Regions from separate parts of the Triticum aestivum genome. Here region 1 is linked to region 2. The links are chromatin contacts, called in public Hi-C maps. All regions are on one chromosome and are shown on one strand. Each heading gives the region's core, a stretch centred on a gene start, on an enhancer-like site or on the middle of the called end of the contact. The rest is flanking DNA. Distances are from core to core; before and after follow the strand shown.

What was found. Hi-C and Micro-C count contacts between places; a contact is called where the count stands out from the background.
Region 1: a Hi-C map of leaf shows a contact between it and region 2, with 7 times the contacts expected there. The contact joins the promoter of LOC123113298 here to the promoter of LOC123113297 in region 2. A contact is called at or near these places in 3 of 5 Hi-C or Micro-C datasets (all in leaf).

Annotation. Positions count from the first base shown.
Region 1 is chr5B:572,041,887-572,046,361 of IWGSC CS RefSeq v2.1, forward strand. It overlaps LOC123113298 (tRNA (guanine-N(7)-)-methyltransferase non-catalytic subunit wdr4), which reads right to left and starts at 1,622. Exons shown (of 10, transcript XM_044534494.1): 1 at 1,317-1,622; 2 at 779-943; 3 at 305-488; 4 at 84-140. The coding sequence starts at 1,450.
Region 2 is chr5B:571,641,025-571,645,568 of IWGSC CS RefSeq v2.1, forward strand. LOC123113297 (FCS-Like Zinc finger 8) reads right to left here and starts at 2,308. Exons shown (of 1, transcript XM_044534493.1): 1 at 1,076-2,308. The coding sequence starts at 2,112. The coding sequence ends at 1,390.

The DNA.
Region 1 (4,475 bases), core at 372-2,871, 400 kb after region 2:
CAAAAATAATTACATGAGTAAGATAAATAACTCAGAATTATGCCCCACCAAGGCGATTACTGCGAAGTACAGAAGTTCCATACTCGAATTTTGAAGTCCCGATCAGCAGTGGCAATGAACCGTCCATCTGGTGAGAATTTCTACATTCACAAATAAATGATATAAGTAAGCATGGTTATATTCGACATGAACAGAAAAAAACACTGAACTATGACAGTGACAGTCAGACATACAGGCTTACTGATCAATATATAGGAGGCACAAATAAATCCACATGGTGCATAAGGTGAAAATTTGTCCATACCATGCTAGTAATAATACTGCAGTAGTGACCATAAATTGAGACAGGTTTGTTATCATCAGATGACACCTGCCCTCCGCCATGTTCCCCCACAGTAACTAACCAAATGACACCAAACTTATCTGCAAATGTTACATACAGGCCATCTTTGCTAATAGCAACTGCGCTAACCCTCTTTTCAGAAGTTCTGCAGAAGCAAAAATATTGCAAAATAAATCATATGTATGCTCAGCAAATTTAGTAGTGCTAACAACAACACAACAATAAACATACTCACTATTCAATCACCAATTTCATTGCAACTATTGACCTAATACAAGTAAAATAAAAGGCTACTACTGAAAGGTAAGGAGAGGGTTCTCATACACCATATAACACAGCGACACTTATAGACTGAACAAATGCAAAATAACAGGTCCACTGTTTGGTGTCTTCATCGTGTTAGCAAGATTGAGTGAGAAAAAAAGCAGCACTCACATAGTCTGGATGCAGCGCCACGAGTCAGTCTTCCAGATCTTAACAAGCTTATCATCGCCCGCAGATGCGAACAAGGCACCATCAACACTGAACGAAATTGCTCTAATAGCATCTGAATGAGAACAACCGCCAGAATCATCTGACAACGAAACTGCACAACCACCCCTGGATGCACACAAAAAATAAATCATCATTTGCATTGCTCGTCAAGCAAACTGCATTAAAATAAAACTTTACACCTGAGAAATAAGCATATGTATTAGACAGTACAAAACTAAGCACCTGAGCTTTTACAAAATAGACAGCAGGAACGTTTTAGACATCTAAAATTCAGTAGTCATTCTTCCACACATAAGACATATGAAACCAAACTACTGTCTGTACAAGATAAGCACCTGACTCGGCTCAAAAGCGCATTTACCCCCAATCTCCACAAAAATCTAGCGATACTGCAGTCGAAACACGAACTTCGCTACACACAGGGCCCGACCGAGGTTATGCAGGAAGCCGCACCGCAGGCGAAGAGAGCAATCCTTACTTGAGATCGAACACGCGGAGCTCGGGCCCGACGGCGACGGCGACGGAGTGGCCGAGCGGGTGGGCGGCGACGAGCGCCGGCGCGAACTCGCCCGCGCCGCTCACCTCCGCCTCCTCGACCGCTGCGTCCTCCATGGCGGCAAAGCAGCGGCGAGCGTGGATTCGCTGTCGGGTTCGAATCCAGCGCGAGGCGCGGGAGGCGGGGGAGGGAGGTCGGGAGTGGGGAAATTGCTAGGGTTTATGGCTGGCTCTTCGTGGGACCCAGCGACCAGTCTCACCTAGGAGATTTTTAGGGGAATGTCAAGAGTGTTTGGAATTGGAACCTGGGGACGTAGATGGAGCCCAAACCCATAGTCTACTGGGCCTCAGCAATGACTGAGATGCTTGGTTTGGGGCTAAAAGGGCGGATCCTACCTATATGGCGCGCAGGATGGGGCGTGAGGTCCCTCAGTTTTTTTTCTTTTTTCTTTTATTTATGTTATTTTCTGTTTTATTCTCTTATTTTTTATTTCTTCTTTCAGCTCCGTTTTTTCTTCTTTGTCTTTATTTTTTTTTATCATTTTTGATGTTTTCAAATACTGAACAATTGTTGTCACTGAATTCAAAAAATGTTCATCTAATTCAAAAAATGTTCATGAAATTCAAAATTGGTTCATCGTAATTTAAAAAAATGTTCATCAAATACAAAAAATGTTCATTCAGTTTCCAAAAATTTCATCCGATTTTCAAAAAAGTGTTTTTAATTGAGAATCTGTTCATCAAGTTCAAAAAAAATGTTCATCATATTCAAATTTTGGTCACGTAATGTTTGAAAATGTTCATCCATTTTTTAAAAAAATCATCCTATTTTTTCGGAAATGTTCTTGAATTGAGAATTTGTTAATCAAGTTCAAAAAGTTCATCAAATTCAAAAAACATTCATCAGATAAAACAGGTTCATCAATATCCAAATTCACGAACATTTTTAAAATCATGAACATTTTTTCAAATTTGCGAACACTATTCAAATTCAGGAAGTTTTTTGGCTCCACAAACCTTTTTTGGAATTCGCATTTTTAAAAATTTAGAAAAGAAAAAAGGAAAAAAGAAAACAAGGAAATAGGGGGCTCCCCGCTGCCGCTCATGGGCCGGCTCCAAAATGGGCGCAAGCGTCCGCTCCCCGGCACGTGTTGCGCCATATAGGAGCACCCGGCTAAAAGGTTGCTACCCAAGCAAAAACAAAACTGGCCAATATTTGTCACTTTTCCTTGATGGCGTAAAAGAATGGTAGGCAGCCAATTAGTAGCTAAAGTTTGCTTTAGATAAAGCAGCCACTTTTAACCCACTCATTGTTCTCAAATAGATTAATATTTTATAAACACACGCATTCTTTGGTTAGTCATATTTAAAAAAATGAGTATTTTAATTAGTTATTAGTACAACAAGCAGGTTAATATTGCACAAAATAGTTTTTTTATTTTACTGAAACTATTCCTAAAACTAGACTAGATCTTTTTTACATGTATGGATTCTCTTAGCTTACATGCATATTTTTTTTAGTTTGTGAAACATATTTCAAAAAATAAACTCGATGTGTTGTTTAGATACTCTATCATAGACTTTTTTTGTCATCAGTGAAAAATTAAAAATCATTCTTGTTTAGTTTATATAGTATAAACATAGATAAATATATGTTAAATAAAATGAATTTGAAACATGTAACTCCCCCGCTCTCCTGTCAAAATCAGTGAATGAAGGAAGCTTGAGAGGAGTGACCATCTGCCGTGGTGCACCGGTGATATCTCACCTTTTATTTGCGGATGATACTTTGCTGTTTTTTGAAGCTTCTGGCCAGCAAGCGGACATTGTTAAAGGTTTGTTGAACACTTATTCCTCGGCGACGGGTAGCCCGAGAAGTGTTCCATCCTTTTCTCTGGAAACTGTAATGCGTCAGTGGTGGAGGAAATCAATATATCTTGGAGGTGCAGCAACAAGTGTTCGAACCAAAATACCTCGGTTTGTCGGTACCTGAAGGTAGAGCGCATAAGGGCCAGTTTGAGACCCTTCAGGACAGGCTAAGAAAAAGGCTAATTGATTGGAGTGAACAATATGTTTCTGTTGGGAACAAGGAGATCCTCATCAAGGCCGTGGCACAAACAATCCCAACATACGTTATGAGTGTGTTCCGACTTCCTGCTTCGGTGTGTGATGATCTTACAAAGATGATGAGGCAGTATTGGTGGGGGATGGAGAACGGGAAGATGAAGATGGCATGGCTTAGCTGGGAGAAGATGATGCTTCTGAAGGCTATGGGAGGTATGGGATTTCGTGATATAAGGGCCTTTAATCAAACTTTGTTGGCCAAGCAGGCTTGGCGTCTCCTGGACAGCCCGGATAGCTTGTGTGCTCGCTTGTTGAAGGCTAAATACTACCCAAGGGGGGATTTATTGGACACAGTATTCTCAGCTAGTTCTTCGGCGGTGTGGAAAGGTATTGTTCACGGACTTGATCTTGTGAAGAAAGGCATTATATGGCGAGTAGGTAATGGTACTCTCATTAAAACATGGAGAGATGCTTGGATCCTTAGAGGACATAATTTCCGGCCAGTAACTCCGAAGGGGAATTGTCGATACAATTGGGTGGCTGACTTCTTGGATGAGCATGGTGCATGGAATGTGCAACGGCTCAGGGAACACTTTTGGGACTTGGATGTGCGGGAGATTCTTAAGATTCGCACATCTCCTAGGAATGAGCAGGACTTCATCGCGTGGTTCCCTGAAAAAAGTGGACATATTACTGTCCGAAGTGCTTACCATCTCGCAACGGAAGTTCAGCATTCGGTACACTTGAGTTCCTCCAGTGGCAACCCCTCCGGACGGAGGCCTATCTGGCAGCGTATTTGGAGTTCCCAAGTTCCGTTGAAAATGAAGATTATTGCTTGGAAGGCTGTTTTCGGGTGCCCTTGCTACAAATGAGTGCAAGAAATATAGACACATCTCAATTTAGAGATGGATGTCCGTTATGTGGGAGAGAGAAGGAGACGAGCTTCCATGCTCTTGTCTCATGTGATCATGCGAGCATAATTTGGACACACATGAGGCTGGTATGGCGTCTTCCTAGCAATGCTGTCTTACAAGACACATGACATGACTGGCTGTTAAATGTTCTTGCGAACTGCGAC
Region 2 (4,544 bases), core at 1,058-3,557:
TGAGCAGTGCTAGATCAGGCGTCGGTTGGGCTCAAGATCTGGTTCTGTTCATTCCCAGACTCTACACACTTCTTTTTTTCTCGAGTACTATAATATTTATCAGAGGGTTGCATTGTGGATGATGCAGGAGGCCGTATGTCTGTCTGTCAAACAACTGCAACTTGCGTGCTGCTACATATGCGGCGCCGCTACATATGACCTCCAAATCCAAATCTCACAGCAAGTAAAAAAATGTTTCCCATGAACATATCACCATCAAATCAACAAATATATATATACACTCCCTCTGTAAAGAAATATAAGATTTTCTTTTAGATCGCTACTTGACCATCCTAGAATAATGTTACAGCACAAAGCGAAGCTAACAATCCTCTAAAATCCCTGCCCAGTTGCTCTACTCTCGCTGTCACCGGTCATCACATAATGTATAAATTTGTTCTTCACAACCCACTTGATCCATCTATCTGCCCTGCGAGAAAGTGGGCTGAGAAGAACTCATTAGATTCCCACCACGGACACGGTCCACATCAGCCGAGTGCATTGATCACCAGAAAGAAACCGAGAAAGAAAAATTGGTGATGGGGAGGCGGAGTGGGCATCAATTCCATCGGCGTCACGAAAAAGAAACTGAAACACAAGTCGAGACGGGAGGGGGGAGGCGATCGGATCGGATCAGATGAGACGAGAGGGGACGGGGCCCACCGCCGCAGTGGTTAGCTGCAACCGTATGCCAAATCCGGGCCCCTGACTAGGACAAGGCACCACCGTGCTCGAGTGGCCAGGGCCCGGCGCAGGGGACATCAATCATTGCCATGGCCCATGGCCCTGGCCCTATTTTCTGCTGCTACTGCTGCTGAAGAAACCGCCAATTATTGGAGATGCAGTGAGCATCTTGCAGCAAGGCTAGGTGAGGTAGAGTAGAGTAGAGTAGAGGAGTTGATTGATTGCAACTAGCTTCATCGGAAATGGTTCCAAGATTCTCATCACAGGCTCTGACAACCGAGAAATTCAGTGCATTTTCAACGTTCAATTCATTCCGGAAGCAACTATTCTGATCGCAGGCTCTGGCCAGGGATTGAGAAATTCGGTGCATTTTCAATGATCAATTCATTCATAAGCTAGTACTAATTTTACATGCTCGGATGTGATCTTACTCTGGTACAAACATGTTGTTGGAGCAAAGGCATGGAATTCCTATATTACAGACAAAACCCAATCCGTTTGATCATCTGATCGAGGAGGCATCTGCCTGATCATCTCATCAAGATCGATCGATCCAAGAACAAAATACTGACAGCATCGACAAGACTTACTACTTTACCGGAGCACGCACGCACGCACGCACGCATCATGGGGGAATTGCTACTATGGGGTGGCATGGGCATGGCGTCACAGGCTGAGGAAGCCTCTGCCCTGGCGCGCCGGCACCGGCGCCGGCGGCGGGCTCTCCGCCACGCCGTCGCCCTCCACGACGCGGTCGCCGAAGATGTGCACCGTCCTCGGGTTGGGCCCGCGGGAGATGACGCAGGTGTAGTCCTCGGACGCCGGCCCGTCGTCCTCCTCCGCCGCCGCCCCCGCGCGGGCGGAGCGCAGCGGCAGCCACGAGCTCTTGTTCTTGACGCCGAACTCCACGCGCCGGTCCAGGGAGGACGAGCGCACCAGGGCCGGCGCCTGCGCCCTCACGGCGCCCCGGAGGACGTTCTTCCTCCGCTGGGCCTCGTGGGCGCAGTCCAGCACGTCGGCGAGCCCGTGCGGGCCCGCGCACCCGTCGCACCAGGGCCGGCGCTTGCCCCCTCCGGCGTCCACGGCCGGGCCGGGCGACCCGAAGGCCGCCGACGCGTCCAGCACGGAGGTCGGGCTCATGGCGTAGGCGGACAACGCCTCTGGGTCCCGCGCGGGGCTCCCGATGACGACCGCGGCGCGGCCGCCGGCGGGGAGCGACGACGAGTGCAGCAGCCTCGGCGCGGCGAACGACGGCGCGCGAGCAGCACCCTTGCCACCTCCGCCGGCGTCGCACGAAGCCGTGGGCGAGCTGCCGGCGTGCTGCGCGGCGCCGTTCATGGACCTGGACCTCCTCCTGAGGATCATCTCCTGGACCTTCGATCTGAACATGTCAAGAGCCAGCCTGACAGAGCAGCCAAATCCCGACGCTTCCCTCCCGGAGAGAGCCGATCAGCGGCTTGCAGCAGAGAAGAGCAAGCAAGCTCGAGCTCGCTGGTGAATGGGGGCGAGCGGGTGTCACCGGGCGAGAAGAAGACGAGAGGAGGTGGGGAGAGAGAGAGAGAGAGAGAGAGAGGTGTGGGAGAGGGCAATGGGGGCGGGTGGTGATCTTAAAGAAGGGCCGGGCCGGGCTCCCCCTCTCGCACTCCACTGATGTCATCGTTGGTTTGGTTTGTGTGTGCTCTGCTTGCTTCCAAAACTGCAGGTCCTTATCTTCAGTTTTACCACTGCCAATAATATTTCCCTTTTCTTTTATTTTCCTGATTGAAGAGAGTTTGAGATTGTTCGCACACGAACACGTCACCGTGTACCTCCAACGCCGAGGGTGATGCACCGCAACTCACGTCGAAGGAGACCTGCCGGAAGCGCGATACGCAAGACAATCCGGCAGGCGCTTTTGTAGACCCGAAACCCCACACGCCCGGGAGGGACCTCGTCAGGGCGTGCGGTGGCTATGGGTTGCCCTAGGTCGACCTGATCGCCCCTAGGGCCTCGTGGATCGCCGCTCTGCAATAAAAAGAACAGACGAAGAACGAGGAAGAAGAAGAACAAGGGAGAAGGAAAAGTAAAGGTAAAAAGTGTAAATATATTTGTTCGATTGTGTGTTGTTCAATCGGCCATCACCCCTCAGGTACATAAGAGGCGGCTGGACTTCCCGTGCAAGGAAAAGGCTTGGATTCACGTCCAAAACCCTAGTCAAATTCGGATTGGTTTTGTCCGAACTTTCCAAAACTGTTCGGTTTAAACTGGCTGCACCTTGCGGGTAACTTTTGAGGTGGTAAACGACCTTGGATGAAAACGAGCCCAAAAACAATCTTGACCGTTTCGACGAGACGAACAACTTTTATGTTGAACGTTTTTTTATTAGAGTTCATCTTGAGGGTCAAATCGCTCGTGCAACACAGGCCGTTATTCGCGCTACCCATCAGACAGGGTGTCTGGTGGGGCGCGCCACTTTTGGCTTGTGATAGTGTTGTATTCGGATGGCTCTAACTTTTATATATGAACTCGGATTGGAATGATTCTTATATCAAAATCGATCGTTTCGACGAGACGAAGACAATCCATGTAGATCATTTTTCCGTACAAGGCAGTTTTGGGGGCGTAATGTGTCGAATAGTGTTCTGAATACAAAATCTCAGTATTTCGAACACAACTTCGGCCTTCGAGATGAGATCAGATGGCGATGGCCCAAACTTGAAAGATGTTCGTATCGACAATACGAAACTTTTTCATGTAGAATACTTCTCTATTTGAGGCCATTTTAAATAAGTTCTTGACTGTGCCAAAATCTGGTGTCAACACATGCCCCCCTGTTTTTCGGCAAAGCCTGTGTGCCGAAAAATAACTTGCACATAGCTTGCTTTAAGGACAATGTCAACACTCCATCGGCCGTTTTGGCATATTCTTAGGATGATAAGTTTATATCGGCCATTGCTTGTGTGAATATTTTGACGCAAGCTTGGGTGAAACTTTCTCAACTTCCTTAACAATCCGATGATAAAGTCCCATAGATATGTATCTCAAGGTCATCCTCGGAACAATATTATTCACCCTTTTGCTAGGATTTTGCTGATGATCAATAATAAACTTTCTCCAATCCTTACTTCGCCTGCATAAAAGTTTCATTAGTGGCCGAAGCGGTGGGCTTCGGTTCAGCCTTACCTATGTTGACAAGACCTAGCATCGGCTATTGATAGAAATAATACAATACACCATGGTTAACATAGTAGCTAGATGCTTGCTGTGCCAACTCTTTCGAATTGTCATGTCTAGATATATGAAGGATATTAAAGCAACCCAAGGTAAATTTTGCATCTAGACATATCCCAAGATAAACTATAAGTGATTCGTCAAAACATTGATAACCCTTATATATTTGTTGCACTACTTATAACGAATCACTGAAAGCCTCAATCTGTATAGCACCTACAGCAACCAAAAGCTCCAAACCGAATAAATTTTCATATTCGGCTTTTATTATTGTGCAAACATATTTTAAGTTGTATGAGGCTTGTTTTGGTCTCCTATTGAACTAAGGACGATGTTTGGATACCACACCGACCATGCATTGACATAATCTTAGGACGATAGATAAATATCGACCATTACCATGTAAACTTCATTCGAAGCACATATAGCCGAAATAAACAAACGAAATGACAAATCAAGTATTTCGGCCCTTTGGATCAGCAACAAACTTGTAGCTAATCAAATGTATAGTGATTTGGCAATACCCTTTCATGATGTAAGAAATTATATTGCATCCATGGATTAAAATAAGCCCATTGAGGGTTACCAATCATACCTGATGACGAATTCCA